2 separate regions of the Gossypium arboreum genome follow, and region 1 is linked to region 2. Evidence: chromatin contacts called from public Hi-C data. All regions are on one chromosome and are shown on one strand. Each heading gives the region's core, a stretch centred on a gene start, on an enhancer-like site or on the middle of the called end of the contact. The rest is flanking DNA. Distances are from core to core; before and after follow the strand shown.

Region 1 (3,322 bases), core at 432-2,931, 560 kb before region 2:
GCCAGCCAATGCCAATCCCCATCAATTCCTTCAATTTCTCCAATATTCATGCTGTGAATCACAACAATACATATCAATAAAACAAAATTTAAAAAAAAATCTCAAGGACTGATCTATTTCACTCAATTTCTTAAGAAAAGCCCATGCGTTAAGCTTTAATGGGCCTTTTTGGGCTCTTACAGCCAGAAGCTTTTGTAAGCATGAAGGCACGGCATCCATTGGGTGCAACTTTATTATGTTTTACAGAAAACGAGGCAAATTTGACTCTTTTCTTGGTAAGAATCAGGTAAATTACTGCATTTTACCAAATTTTGACCCTCAATTAGATCCAATTTGAGAGAGTTTCTAAATTTCCAATGTATGAATGAGCATAGTGAAAAAATCGTAATTTATACGTTCTGAAACACTTGTTTTATGTTTTTGAAAATCTGGGTACTTACCAAGGTAAGGCAGAATCAGAATCCTGGAAGTAAGAATCTGGGAAAAGATTATTGAAATGGTGGTGCTGCAAGCCACAGTCATTTGCATTCAACCAGGCAGGGAGTTCCATGACTTGATCAAATGGTTGGTGGTACCCATCATCCTCACCTTTCACTTCATTCCCATCTTCCATACTCTTCAAGAACTTGAACCACCATGCTGATGTTACCAAATTCACAGTGTCGTTCCACTCCATTTGATGCTGCTCTCCTAATGATCTCATCTCCGCCATTCCCTCATCGTCCATAGCTTGATGCAGGCCTCCCCCACCGTAGGATGCTGTTGAATTGGCCATAGTCCCAGGCCCCACTTCATGTGACACTGCAACTGAAGGCACATCTTCAGTTGCAACTGATAGAGTTGGGGAAGATGAGGATGATGAAGATGAGTAGATTGATGGGTTATTACTGTTATGGTAAAGGTTGGAGTCTATGTTGAAATCGTGAAAGTTAAGGTTTAGACCTAGGGTTTGGTCTGGTAGGTTCAAAGTGTGTGCAGTGGATGTAAAAGGACTTGGAGAAGAAGGAGGCCAACTATAGGAATGGGAAAAATAGTCTAAATTATAGGTAGACAAGTTGTTTGTTTTTGGTTCTTGCTCAAAAGGTTGTGGGAATGAAGGAGAAGGCTGAAGCGACCGTGATGATTGCTCTTCTTGTTGCTGTTCATTGGCTTGTTTCATGGCAGCTCTGTGGAACTTGAGTGCAGTGACAATTTCTCTCCTAGCTTCAGCCATGTTAAGCATCCTTTGTTGGTAAGGCCTGCGGGTATGAAATCTCCTCCGAACCTGTTTCTTTAGTTGTTTAGGTGGTGGGTTTGGTTCCACCTGGCTCTGTGTCTGTGGTGTAGCACTAAAACCCTCACCAAATTTGCTCAAAATTTGGCCATTAACGCAATCAGGGTCTTTGGCACTTCTGGAAGTGGTGAGTTGTTTAACCAGGCTACGAATGTAAGCACCAGAGAGCTGAGGAGTCTCATCTTTGTGACTGTTTCTAATTCTATCAATTTCCATTCCTTCTTTTGCTTCTTGCTTGGAACATCGACCCTTCATATCTAACTTTTATTTTTTTTTCCAACTTAGTACCGTAGAAAGAGAAAGGTGGTTTGAAAGATCATGGGGGTGTTATTTTTTCCTCAAAAAATCTAAAAGGCAATGTACAGAAATGCAGAGAGAGGTGCAGGAGACTGAAGTTTCACAAAGGAAGGGGGTGTTATAAATACAAGCTGACCTAGGGTTTGTAAATTGTTTTGGATTTTTCCTTGTTTTGGCAATCAACACTTGTTACCCTTTATTTACATGTTTGTTTTAGGCTTACTACTTTCCTTTACTAAACTGCCCTCCTCTTTCAACTACATTTACATTTCATTCATGCCTGGGAAGATCAATCCCGCAGTCCCACTTAATAATACACTGGGGTTTCATATGCTTTTATCTTACTTGCATGTGTCTAAAAAAAGACAAAAGAAACAGAAATGCGATGATGAAGCTTAAATATATTTTATTACATAGAAGGATTTGGTTGCTGTTGATCCTCATTATGTCAAAGGGGACAGCTTCTGAATTACTAGGCAGGATTCAGCAAATGGTCTCTTCTTCTCTTGGGTAAATTGGATTGATATTTTAGCATGTAATTTTTTCATTTTAACCGGTGATATATGTATGTGAGGGAATTTTAGGGCAAAAGCAAGGGTTATTCTGGTATCTTGTCTGAAAGTACGATGGGACCAGGCTATGCCTGTGAAGAACCTACACTTCCAAAAGTCTTAATACTACAACTACAAGAGATGACTGACAAAGGAATCTCCATTACTGTTGTAATGTAGCCTTTTTTTATATTTTGGAAAAATAGGAGAAAATTTCCAATATTTTGCTGTTTAAAAACAAAGAGATGGACAAGATTTTTAGACCCTTTCTGAAGACGTTGTTCAGAAAGTTAAAAGACAAGAATTTTCCATACCATCGTCTTCATCATCAATACTTTTACTCCAATTGCAGGTGGCTAGCAGCGTCTAAGATATGGCTTCTGTGGTTTTTATTCAACCCTTTCTGGCGCCAATAATAGTGAAAATAAAACATGGAGTAAGAGACATTGTTACTGCTGTCAATAATAGATATTATGTTTATTTTATATTTGTGTAGAATTTACACATGATTTTTGTAATAAATACCTCGTCACCTTTACTTCGTCTGGTCCCAACATCGTTTATGCAAAACAACTATGTCCCTCGTAGATGTATCCACGCTCGACACATTACATGTTTTTGGTCCACCTTGTGAAGGATATGTGTTTAGTTTCCTTTGCATGAAACACACGTGGGGTTTTATCTGCTCTATGTCAATTTCATTAATGTCTATTATACTCCCTAAGTAGCCAACCACAACAACACTAGCACAATCCACGTGTCTAGATCTAAGGCTAAAGAATGATCACCTTCGCCTATAAATACCTATTCTTAGTCTTGGTAGAGGTCTTCTTCTTCAATCATCCACCCTATGCTATATACTCTTTTATTATCCTCTTCCAACGGCTTTCAATACTTCTCCATTGTGTGAACTGCCATCCTTTCTTTTTACCTTTTTATAATCATCGACAATTGATGTGGTGAGTATGGACAATATGGTTCATCATGAGGGAACCATCCTTGGAAAACCCATTGTACCCTCCAATCCTACTACCTAGCTTGTTGGCCAAACATGCAATCCTCACTCAACACATCCTTAAAACCCCTATAATGACATTCATGAAAGCTAGTATCGTCCACAACCTAGGTATCCAACATTGCTCCTCCTTCACCAAACTTATGCCCGATGCCAACATCTAATGAACAAACATCATAAAAACTT
Region 2 (3,662 bases), core at 383-2,882:
AATCTCAAAATAAACAAGTAAAAATCTATTTTATAAATTAAACAATAAAATTATTTTATTCTATGCATATTCAACAAGCCTAAAATAAATAATTTTAATTTTTAAAACCACACCATATTCCAATGGGTATGCACTGGTACCAATTGTAACAATCGAAATTTGTATCAAAATGGAACTCAAAATTTGATGTTCCGATTTATTAAAAATTTGATGTTCCGATTTATTATTCCGGCGGATATGAGTGACACCGGAACAATACCAACTATCATGATAATATTCATAAAAAAAAATTGTTTATATTGATTTCGCTTAATAAATTAATTTTAAAATGCTTTCCATTTATTCCATTTAATAAAGAAACATAAATTAATTTATAAATTTATTAGCGAAATGAATATAAACGACTGTTGAGGTGCAGAACTGTTGGTTTCTTTTTTTCCCTCTTACCCTGGAACAGAAGGTGGTGGTGGAATTGATTATCAAAATGCCCAAGAATGGGGGTGGGACCGCCTGCAATGACTGACGGACATGATGGGACCGCTCATAATCGCACGGCTATAATTTTTCAGTGAGGGGAGGAGGTTGGAACTTTTGCTGACAACTGGATGCCACGTGCCAGATCAATGAGGCTGCAAATAGAGGCACGTTGCCACGTGGGAACCCACGGAAAGGGACCATGATAGCTGGCCACCATTTACCTCACCCTTCCCTTCACCATAATAATATCACTTATTTGGGTTCTATTTTGAATTTCCATGGACGATGAAATTAATTTGTATGATTAAATGATAAAAATTAATATTTTTAAGTAAAATTTAAATTTTGAGTGTTGTATTTTAAAAAGGAAATAATGTTTTTTAATTTCAAATTCAGTCAAAGTTTAAGAACATTATTAAATATTTAAAATTAGATTATTAATTTTTAGATATAAAAATATGAGCATAATTAAAAATGACAATAGAACAAGAAAAGGTAAAAATTTGTCAAATACATCATCTTCCTTCCACAACTATCATGTTTTGCTTTATTATCGATTTTATTTTACGGTGGATGTATAATTTTAAAATTATCATTATTTTTATAAATATTAAATACATTTATTTTATTCACGCCTCATCTCACTTCAATTTTTTATTATTTAAATACATATGGTTTTTATGACATTTTATATATTTTATCATTCTAACAATTATATATAAGTAAAATAATAATTTTTATAATAAAATAAGATAAAATAAATAAACAATTATTAGAACCATTCGATAGACAGTTTTAACCCGCCACTAACAAACAACACCTTACACAAAATCCCCAACATAAGAGAGCAGAGCAGTGCAATGCAGCATATCAAATTTTCTATACATATAATATGGCTTTGATTATGGTTTTGAATTATGACAAGTTTCACCCAATAGAAACTGCCAGCCCACGGTCTCTCTGATTATAAACCGCAAACACATCAATTTTCTTATCTTATTAATATTTTGAAGTGTAAATGTAATAATATTTAACATTTGAATGCAAGCACTTGATAGGATAGGAGGTAACTGTTCTACTGTTACCATACCATGCATGCAGTGGTGAATTTCTGCAAATAGAAAATAACGGTCCAATTTGCATAGCATAAGCAAACACGGAACATCCATGGAAGTGACCGCCCCATTCTAAAAGTCATTAAAAAAAACCAAATCAAACATTGGAATCATCATCGGGTGTTCATGTAACTCCCCGGACACTTTCTGGCTTTGTCTACAACATTTTCTCTATTTATATATCTACAACTTTGAGTTTCTTCATCAATTTACTTCCTTTTCACTATTTGTAATACCCTATATATCTCGTTATTTTCAGCCTGCATTTTAGTCAATCCAATTCCAATGGCTGCTTTTGCTTCAATCTCCGCATCTTCATTGCCCGCCCCTGCTACAATTCCTTTTGCCAAAGGATCTATTTCTCAGCACAAAAGCTTCACCACCATTGTAAGCGATTTACCCCTTTTTGTAATAAAAAAAAAAAAAAAAACTACAATGTGAATAGAAAGGCAGATTGAACCGACCAATGAGGTCTCGGTTTAATGACAAAATAAAAACTTTGGGACTTTTCTACCTATGTAAATAATACTGGCTCATCATGTGTAGATCTCATCCAACCAAGTTTTTATTGCAGGGATGTCCAGTAGTATGTAATGGATTGAAACTTATTCCAAAGACTCAATTCTCCAAGGAGAGAAACAAATTTTCGACTCGATCTAGCTGCTTTAAGACACCAGTTTCATGCTCTCTTGTAAGAAACTTGTAGACCATGTCTTCGTTTCGGTTTTTTTTCTTATTACAATTGTCTTTAGTACATGAAATCGTCATTAAGCTCATTGTATTCTTACATATTGGATTCCACTAGGCTCAACCTGAGACATTGAAAACCGTCCAAAATACCATTGCCAAGCAATTGTCAATTGATGCGAGCACAGTGACTCCTGATACTAAATTTGCTGATCTAGGAGCTGATTCACTTGACACGGTGCGTTACACCTTTTACAAGACATATCACATTTGGGGTTTTTTTTTTTTTTTTTTTTTTTTTGTTAACCCTTTCAGTTTCTTACATCATGAGCATAATATCCTGGTTCATTCCTTATGTTTTGTTTGATGTCAAATTCATTTCAGGTGGAGATAATGATGGCGTTGGAGGAACAATTTGGAGTTTCAGTCGGAGAAGGCGGAGCTGAGAACATCGCAACTGTCCAAGATGCCGCAGACTTGATTGAGAAAGTGAAAGCTGCTGCTGCATAGGCCACTTACAAGAATACCAGAACTTCTTTTATTTTAGTTCTATAAATGCCACCAAAGATAAAATCATAAATTACAGTAATCGATTTTCCTTTTCTTTCCTACAAGGTGTGGCACTATTTTTCTTTCCTTTTGCTTAACCAAGAGGGCAATTTTTGTAACAGGGTGGGTCTTAAATTGTAGCCTGTCACTTGTCTCTTTGTTCTTATTCTGTTTCATGCAAAAGCAAGAACGAAAACAATAAAGTCAATGAATAAATGCATGAATCAACTTGAGCTTTGTTTTCAGATATGCAACTTACAGCTTCTTCCGGTGAGAATCCGGTTAAAATATGGCTGAAAAATGAAACTTACAACTAATATAAGGAGATCATTATCTAAGCAACAAAGATAAGACTTTGGTAACCCCCATTTGCAGGGTGTATTGTTCCGTCTCTTTTCAAAACAAGAAAACATGTAATAAGAAAGTTTATTGAGCCTATCCTAAAATGTTTGGCAGGTTTTGCAACCAAGCTAGGGCTGTAATTGATGGCTAATGCAATGACACTCTCAAGAGGAATACCATCATCTGAAAGGCCCTTATCTAAAATATACATACAATGGTCAACGGTAGCACAAAAACATGGTTAGGCTTATTTGATAAGAGAGCATCAGTCACTTAACAGCATGTATATTGAAGAAATACACCAGAAAAAAGCATGAAGAAAATACCAATAAACAAGAAAGATTCAAACTTAAAACGTATTTTGCCAACTAACAAATAAGCCTCATTCATTTAAAGGATCATAGCCTCTTTGGAACCCAAAAGTTTAGAAAAATAGCTGTTAAAGAGGGTGATAATCCAAGCAAAAAGGAAAGTATTTATCATACACCAGTA

Evidence for each region. Hi-C and Micro-C count contacts between places; a contact is called where the count stands out from the background.
Region 1: a contact with region 2 is called in a Hi-C map of leaf, with 5 times the contacts expected there. The contact joins the promoter of LOC108482162 here to the promoter of LOC108484165 in region 2. A contact is called at or near these places in 2 of 5 Hi-C or Micro-C datasets (both in leaf).

What each region holds. Positions count from the first base shown.
Region 1 is chr6:117,601,318-117,604,639 of ASM2569848v2, reverse strand. LOC108482162 reads right to left here and starts at 1,681. Exons shown (of 2, transcript XM_017785275.2): 1 at 441-1,681; 2 at 1-51. The coding sequence starts at 1,528.
Region 2 is chr6:117,035,954-117,039,615 of ASM2569848v2, reverse strand. It overlaps LOC108484165 (acyl carrier protein 1, chloroplastic-like), which reads left to right and starts at 1,632. Exons shown (of 4, transcript XM_053029221.1): 1 at 1,632-1,979; 2 at 2,167-2,283; 3 at 2,398-2,517; 4 at 2,664-3,073. The coding sequence starts at 1,878. The coding sequence ends at 2,789.